Regions from separate parts of the Columba livia genome. Here region 1 is linked to region 2. A link is a contact called in public Hi-C data. All regions are on one chromosome and are shown on one strand. Each heading gives the region's core, a stretch centred on a gene start, on an enhancer-like site or on the middle of the called end of the contact. The rest is flanking DNA. Distances are from core to core; before and after follow the strand shown.

Evidence for each region. Hi-C and Micro-C count contacts between places; a contact is called where the count stands out from the background.
Region 1: a contact with region 2 is called in a Hi-C map of liver, with 2.9 times the contacts expected there. The contact joins the promoter of CACNA1I here to the promoter of GRAP2 in region 2. A contact is called at or near these places in 2 of 2 Hi-C or Micro-C datasets (crop and liver).

What each region holds. Positions count from the first base shown.
Region 1 is chr1:172,546,979-172,551,482 of bColLiv1.pat.W.v2, reverse strand. CACNA1I (calcium voltage-gated channel subunit alpha1 I) reads left to right here and starts at 2,174. Exons shown (of 38, transcript XM_065046868.1): 1 at 2,174-2,458.
Region 2 is chr1:172,348,783-172,353,185 of bColLiv1.pat.W.v2, reverse strand. GRAP2 (GRB2 related adaptor protein 2) reads left to right here and starts at 1,616. Exons shown (of 8, transcript XM_065046826.1): 1 at 1,616-1,656.

The DNA.
Region 1 (4,504 bases), core at 925-3,424, 200 kb before region 2:
GGGTGTCCATGGGCCTTTGTAGGGGACAGGAGCAGCCAAGGGGGAGTCATTCTTCATCTGCTGAAGGGTCAGACACTGCTTGGAGTCTGTCTCATTTTATGATTGTTTCCCTTACAGACTGGTTCCCCCTCACTGTGACCTGTTTGACTTTCAGGGATTTGCCCACGAGTGGGTTAAACTTCCTCATTAATAACCAGACATAAAAATCACTGGAAAAGGTAAATGAAATGCTGCTCTGACACATCTGATGCAGTGGGGGAGGCAAATCCTCCAGACTGGAAAGCCATTGTCTCCCAGGGGTTTTCAGATATCACAGTTGTGATGGAAGCAAATAGGACATGCCCAGCTCCACGAGAGCATCTGGTAATGTGGCATGGAGGGAGGGTACAGGGGACAGTCTGGGGCCAACAGAGCTTTCTGGTTCTGTTTTGGGAGAGAGCTTTGTGAGAAGTAGATGCTGTTTTAATTCCTGGGGTGAAGAATAAGGTGCAGAGAGCAGAGACAAGGTCCACCAGCTGCATGGCTTCTGGAGGGGAGACTGGGGAGTGACAAGCAGTGTGAGGGAAGAGTGAATCAGCCCTGCACAAAGGGGTGATGGACTCAGACTTTGGAGAGGTCAACAGTGTCCTGTGCCTGGATGCTCTGATTCAGCAGCACCTCCAGAGACATATATCCCCACGACATAATAAGTTCCTGTCCATGGTTACTGCTTCTGTCTTCCTTCCACTGGCAAGTGTGGGATGACACCCAGGGCATAGCCTACAGTATTACAAAAAAAAAAAAAAAAAAAAGAAAGGTAAAAAAAGAAAAGGTTAGGGAAGAATTTCAGATACATCTGGCTGCTGTCAAGGCAGCTTTGTGGCGGTAAGGAGAGGCAGCAGAGGCTGCCTGGCCTCTGCTGGGCACAACGCCCCAGCAGGAGAGTGCGCAGAAGGGAGCGGTGGGCCAGGGTTTGGAGCAGGGACTCCTGCTATGAACTCCTGAATCTTCATCCTAACGCTCACCTTTGCTGGTGGCAACTGGGCAGTCTGTGGCAGATCCCTCCCTTTTTCCCATGTAAAGGTGTTGAGGGAGGAAGGATGTGGGAAAATGGCCGCGGAAAAGTAACTCTGCTTTAATATAGGAAAAAATCTTATTTTGTTGGAACAGATGCAGTTTATAAGGAGGAACATTAAGGAACACTGTGGGGAAATCTTTAATCTGGTCGTGACATGCAAGAGAAATAGCGTAGGAGAAAAAGACCTGAGGGAGATGAAGACATGGAGATGCATTAGCAGATAAATGGCATGTAGCAGGCTCTGGGCACTTCCCCATAACTGTGCTCCAGGAGAGCCAGCTGGGCCTTCCCTTCACCAACTCCAGCTCTCAGCAGAGGAAAAGAAGGATGTGTGGCTTGTCCATCCCTGTCCTCAGCTCAGCAGAGGCTTTCCCTCCACCTGGCATATAGTTCTCACACCCAGAGCTTGTTCCTTTAAGCAGTTACGCCTCAAATCAGGCCACCAGTCCCACTGCCATGTGGAGCCATAAACAGGGATAAACAGTAATTAGTATGGTAAATAGCTTGGCCTCGTGTCTTCTGGTTACAGTATCATGGTAATTATTTCCAGCTCCCTGCCTGTGTACTTCTGCTGCCTGATTTTGTGCTCTGCGCATCCTTGCCAGCCTGATTATTGCTGGGCACGTTAAAATTGGCAACTGCTCTCTCCTGTCTCCCATCCACTCCTCAGGAGGGACTGGCCTGTTACACTGAGGTGATCGGGGATGATTGAGGGGTGGTGGGTAACATCAGACAGGTCTCTGTCTTCTGGGGGCTGTACCTTAATGGGCAGGACATGGGTCCACGCTGAGATGACATAGGACAGCATTTTCAGGGAACCTGCTGCTGGTCACTGGGCCTTTGTGAAATATGTCAAGAGAAATGGCCAGATGAAACAGCTGGGCAGCTCCTGCCTGTGTGTCCCACTGCTGAGGCTTTTTTTCTCTCTCCCTTTTGGCTGCCTTGCTGTGGCAAACAGCTTTGTCTGGGACAGAGGGTCTGATTTCAGTCTGGATTTTGGCCCAGCAGAGAGGGATGTGGACACAAGTGCACGTGTGGTGACTTCAGGTCCTGCTCGCTGGGGAGAGACGGATCAACATGCCTCATCTTGGTCTCTTGGCCAGCATCCCAAGCTTGGCTTTTCTTAAATGCAGTGTGGTTGCTTTGGCATCCATATGCATGTGCTACAGCCAGTTGAGAGCCTATGGGTTCCGTGGCCTGAGACCTTCCTACCAGCTGTGGGACCTGCTCCAGCTTGTGAGACAGGGCTCTCCTTTCTTTCTAAGCTCCCTGCAGTTAAAAGAGTCTCTGTTTTGCAACATGCTGTGCTTTCATCTTGTCTCTGCTCTTTGCCAGAGCTTTTGGCTCACTTTTTTCCTCTTGAATGTCACTTCTCAGCCACCCTTCTGCAGACTACAGCAGGTAAGTATGCGTCTCTTGCCTTATTTGCATCCAGCCCTTTCTGATATGCATGCAGGCAGGTCGGCGGCACTGGAGGCAGCTTGTGGAGCTGGGGTGATTGTGCATTCACTCCCTCTCTCCCAGCGGCCAGGACATTAGTGTGAGCGATTTGTTAGAACCCTCTCTCAGGTCCTGTTTTATTCATGCTTTCACCTATGAAATGTCCCCAAAATGTTTGTGTTTTGCCAGTTATATCTGAACTCTCCCCTCTTCCCCCCATGGAAATACCTTGCCTTATAACCCCTGTGTGCTTGGTGGGTTGGATTTTGTGGCACCATAGGGTTCATTGGCAGATGCATTGGCTGCCCCTGTTGTACACAGACATGTGCCTTAGCTGACCCAGTTTTTTTTGCTGGAGATATAAGAGTGTTATTATTCACAATGTGTTGCAAACACATGCTGGGCTCTGTGAGACTCTCGGGAAGACAAAATAAATGGGCATTGCTGGGGAAGGAATGGCCAGGGGAGAGACAGCTGCTGTTTCTCCCCAAAAAGCACCACAATAGCAACACTTGATTGCGGTGGTGGCCACAGGCATTTGGGATGAGACAATCACAGAAGACAGGCCTGGCAGGGTCCTTGGGATGTCACTGACTTCATATCCATCTCAGGATGATCAATACATGCATCATTCCCCAGAGGTTTGGGCTGACCTGATTTTGAAGGCCTGAAGTACAGGACGTTCCCCTGCACCCTCGAGCAGTGTGTGCCTTGTACACCTTTGCTCTGCTTACCACTAAATGTCCTGTTGTTGCTTCTTCTGTCCACTGTAGGCGCTAAGAGTCGAGAACTCTCCTCCTGTTGTAGCAAACTTGTATGCATATGAAGACTGTTACTGTGCCCCTTGATTCTGTAGCCTAAATAGCTTCATTTTGCCCAGTACCTTCCTGGTAGGTCCCGCTTTCTGCATCTCTGATCATGGTGGCACGATTCTCCTAACTATTTGAAGGAGTGCTGTGCTCTCCTCCCCCATCACTCTCAGACTGATGGAAGAAAACCTCCCCATCACCCCTGGAACCATACATCCGTACAGAGACGCACACTATCCTTCAGTCCTCAAATATGGCTTTGACTGCATGTCATTTTTCTAGACAACTGAAGTCATTCATCAGATTTTCCTCACAAGAATTGGATTGGAGTGCATTGCTGTTCGCTAAGGCAATTAATTCTAGCTGAATCTTGGCTTAGATCTGAGCCAAAAAGGTGTCTAAAGGAAAACTGATTTTGTGTGTGTGTGTGTCTCCTTTGGAAAGGCTCTGTAGTGTTGATATGAGGGGCGGAGAACCTTTCAATTTGTTCCGCATAGCACCCATGCTGCTTGGAAAACCATCTCAGTAGTGGAAACCAGCTCTGCTGCTTGGGGAGTTTTGCTGTCAGCAAGCAGATGAGCTTTCCCTGGGCGGCTGCCTTTGAAACCAGCCTTCAGGTCCCCTCAGCCAACACACCTGAGGGGTTGTGATTTTGATTCTTCCAGGATGCAAAACAGTGCCTGAAAATGATTTACCGACATTCTGCCATTCTCGCCCTTCCCCTGTTTTTATCCCCTGCAGCTAGAAGATTGGGAAGCTTGCCTGTCATATGAGTTAGCAGAAACTCATTCTTCTCTGACTTCTTGTTTGCTTCCAATACCTGTGACCTGTCTTCACTTTTAACCTTCGGATCCTCTTTCTGCCCACTTACAGAATCATAGAATGGTTTAGGTTAGAAGGGACCTTAAAGATCATCTACTCCAACTCTTCTGCCATGGGAAAGGACACTTTCTACTAGATGAGGTTGCTCAAAGCCGCATCCAACCTGGCCTTGAGCACTTCCAGGGATGGAACATCCACAATTTCTCTGGGTAACCTGTTCTGGTGTCTCACCACCCTCACAGTAAATAATTTCTTCTTAATATCTAATCTAAATCTACTGTCTTTCAGTTTAAAACCAGTATGCCTCCTCCTATCACTACCCTCCCTGATAAAGAATCCCTCCCCATCTTTTTTTAGGTCCCCTTTAGGTACTGGA
Region 2 (4,403 bases), core at 367-2,866:
GGCAGGAGGTTCTCAAAGAGTGGTGTGGAGGGGCCACATTTGGACCCTGTGCACCTGCTGAAGGTCCGTGTCAGCCAGGGCTCCCTGATACAGAGGGGAGGATGAGCAACACCGTGGCCAGGGGCTCAGACACAGAGGGGGTGTGTTACCTCTCCCTCCTCCAGAGAGGGTGCAAAGAGAGTTTTTTACCCCCCACTGGCTGAGCTTTGTGCTCAGCCTCTTTTCATCCTGCTGTGTACTAATGACAGCACAGAGAGGAGAGGAGCTGGAGATTGACAGCCAGTAGGGATTGCCATTGTTGTTAGAACAGACCTCTCTCCATCTCTTCTTCTTCCTTTCTATCCATTTTGCCATCTCTCTCTTTTTCCATCCTCCGCTCCTTCTCCAGCCCCAAATCTTTCCCTCAGGACCAGTCCTCCTCTCCCCTTTGTCACAATCCTCCTTGCCTTGTCCATAGTGAGGAATTAAATAAGACTCCATGGAGACAAACCTAGGTAGTAGCTTTTCCCTTTACTCCCTGGCTAAGATATTGATACAATTAAAGAGGCGGCACATCCTAAAGAAGCCACATTTATTTTAATATCAAGTCCAGCATGCACCAGGTCAGGGGTTTGCAAACATCCTTAAAGCTGTGTGCATGCTTGCAACCCAAGAGCTTGCTGTGAGGTCCCAAAGCCACTACATACCCAGGTCCCTGCTGCCTGAAGTGACGATAACCACCCTCCAGGCATTGTCCCACATGCAGGACCAGAGAAGGTGAGGTGTGACCAGCAGGAAGGGCTCCTCATCACTCAGATAAGGCCCACCTGGAAACTTGGTAATGAAGAGGGGAATAGGGTACCAGGCTCAGGTCACTTGCATTTAGTGGGTAAAGAAGGAACATGAAGGTGGTAGGAGCAAATAAAAAAGGAAGGACAGAGAAGATGGGTTTCTTTGCTTCATAAGGCTTTTTTGGCCAGGGCTGTCCTTTGGTGCTGCAGTCTCATATCTGTGCTGTCAGAGTAAATAAACCTCTTCTTGTAAGTACTGACCTCAAGTTATGTAGTAAATTCTGGTGCCAGCCAAACCTGTGCTCAGTCACTTGCAGCAGTTTGTTGCTTCTCAGTATAATGCTGCTGAGTCGCTTTCACCACAAATGCCAATGGGAAAAGCGGTGAGATGCTTCCCTTAGGTCTCAATTCCAGGTATGCTCCAGGATCTGGCCAATTTTTTTATTGCTCACTCTCACTCCTTGTACTGTAGAAGTAGCAAAGTTTCTTGTTATGTTTTATACCATGTTCCTACTTGAGAGCTGACTTAATCTTTATGTTTTGCTTTCCCTGTTAATCTTCGGATTAAGAAAAAGCTGTGCAAGTGTGACTTGAGCTTTTAGAAACATTTTCTTATTTAAAAAAAAAAAAAAAACCCTGCAGTGAGCAATGCTTTTTATTTAGGACTGAATTCATGAATTTTAACTGAAGATGGGCATGTTGGGCATTAATATATGTATAATTATGCAAAACCACTGTTACGTCTAATGAAAATTAGATTTTGCCACTGAGGCTGTGTTTGGCGATAGTGTGTATCTTCATTTACACTGTATTTTTTTATTTTCTAGCTGCATGACCTAGGATTACAGTTGCTATGGTGATAAAACAGTTAGTGAAGGAGCAAAAGGTAAGTTTATGCATATGCCTGTGCGGTGGGGGGTGGGAGGGGTCTGGCAGACTCCTTTCCTGGTGCTACATCTGGCTCCTGCTGTTATTGGGACTGAAAACCACTCTTGCACTGGCTATGGTATTTTCTGAGCAGGTCAGGCATGGGTGTACAAGCAGTGGTAGTGAGGTGTTTTCCACAGCAGTACGCGTGTGTGACCAGACCAAGGGGTTGCTGCGCTAAGAATGTTTTTTAGTAGTGTGGGAGAGGAACCTGCGTGCACCCCTATGCCAATGGCCTCAGCTAGACCTAGAGTTGGAGCTGGAGATGCTGAGCATGAGGGGCAGCTCTATCTCCCTTGGACCCCGAGTTATGCTGCCAGCCTTCTCCCTTGCTAGTGTTTGTTTCATGGTGCTTGATGCAGGAGAAGAGGCAGCATCTCCCAGAATCCTTCCAGCAGCTGGTGCCACCTCTGGAACTTAGTGGCTAGCTCAGGAGTGCACAAATTGATAAGTGATAACGGAGCAAAGCCTGTCGTTGGTGCAGCACTTTTTATTGTAAAGGAACATACACAAGGTCCTGTTCCCATGAACACAGCTGCCCAAAAGTCCAAGTGTCTCTCCTAGCCTGTGTTCTGCACTGAAGCTCTCCTTTAGCTTGCTCTGTGTTTTGCAGGAGCTGCTTCCCTGGCTTCTGTCCCGCTGCCTTTGCCTTTCTCTGCACCCTTCCATCAAAACTGCCCTCATCATTTGCTTTAAGCCACTGGTAGAAATGCTTTCCGTGGAAACTCAGGCTAACCAGTCTTGGTGATTGCAAGGCTGATTCGGGCAGGTTGGTTGGTTTTTTTTTTTGCAGTTGCCTATTCCAGAATAGCTGAACTGTTTCTTTCTCCTTTTCCTCCTGAAAGAACAGTGGCTGCTACCACCACCAGCTTCAGAAATTTTCACCTGGTCTTGTCAGTAGTAATGCTTTTGTATAACTCTGTGGAGCTTTGGGCCATGTTCTTCTCTCAGGTGCACTGTGAATTAACATATTGAAGGCTGGTGAGTAAGTCTCAGGCTCTTACCAATTGGTCTCAGTAGCCTTGAATATCTCCTTGGACTTGTTAAACTTTTTATTAGGTATAGATTTTCCACTAGAGGTCTTATTACTGCGATTATCAAAAGACAAAAGTGCTTTAAAAGAGTCTCTCCTGCCCTGCCATGCTTTGTGTTTTTCCCCAAGTGAACTCTTTGCCTGCTTGCAGCTTATCAACAGTGCAACCACTTTAATGCAAGCAGACAGCACTTTCCCACCCACTTGGACAGGAGTAAGATGAACAAGCTGGCTGACAGGGACAAGCCTGTGCTTGTACTGCTCTCTCCCCCCTTGAGGAAAACTCTTTCGAGCCACTGAGCCTCTGAGAAAGGGTCATCTTTATGCTCCACCACTCTCCTACCCACAACCATGGGGGCTGGTCAAGTGTATCCGCCACAAAACATCAGCATCCATCCGTGGCTGCACAAAATGCCTGTGCTCACAGAGGGTTCCACACCTGGGGGAGAAGGTGGAAAAACCTGATGGGTGATGCCCAGTGGTGACTAGAGAGCAGGGGTAGTCGCTTGTCAGTTGTAAAGTAAGGGTGGGATCTTGAAGGAGCTGTATTTCAGCCTGTTAGAGAATTGTTGCCACCCTCTAATGGGAGAGAAGATATCCTTGGGGCTAAGGATTTTCTATCTCAGAAGCTGGGGAGCACTGAAATAACAGAGCAGCTTCTTCACCTGCTCCTCCAGCAGGAGTCTGTCTTACTTCCAAACCCCAAATATCCTGGCAGGTGCTGAGGGCAGAACAAAGCTGCAGCCTGCTCCCCGCTGCCCACATGGGACTGCTCAACAGAGTAAACTCAGCTGTTAAAGCACAGGGCTCAGCAGAGCAGGCTGCCCAGCTTTCCCCTTGAGGACTGTTTCAAAATGTTGGCAAAATGCAGCTTGGAGATCAAGAACATGCTTCTGTGTGCAAAACCTGAAAAAGCAAGAAAGAATAAAGATATGTACAAGGGGATGTGCCACTCAGACAGAAGAGAAGGAGCAGAAAAAAGCTCTCTCACATTTTTGCCTCCCTTTCCTGAGTTGGGTAAAGAAGCAAGGTGGAAAAATAAATGTTGTTTTTTTTTTTTCCTGAGAATCTCTTCTAGCTGAGTTCTGCTTCAGCTGTGACATATCTCATCTATGATCTGAGGTTTGCCAGCTATGGTTTCTCTTGCAGCCAGTGCCTGGGATTAAGTTAAATGCAAAGTAAAGGCAGATTTATTGCACGACCCCCACGGAGTCTGGTTAATGCAGCAGATTGCCTGGTAGTAGTGAAGTGTGGGATGGTAGCAGTCCTTAGAGGGAAGGCATTAAGCATCTCAAGCTCAGTTATGCTGTGGGTCCAGCCCAGGTCAGCAGCACACCAAGCCATAAACACCAGGCTGAGATTCAGCAGTGGTCTGCTTAACAGCTTTGGGCTTCAGTTTGGATCTGCTAGTGCCAAGTCAAAAAAATCAATACAGCACTGAGCAGTGTACTCATCAGCCTTTGACTTCTCTGATCCCCTCCCTTACCCTTCTGCAGGTCAGTACTGAGGCAGGTGAGATGTGTGTGTATATACAAACTCACAGTGCCTCTGTCAGCTGGGTATAAAGAGAAGGCTGGAGGCAGGCTGGGTGGCCAGACTGACCTCTTCTCTGGAAGAAAACCTGCCGCAAAAAATAACAGATAATTTCATGATTTCTCCACTCTTCCCTTCTG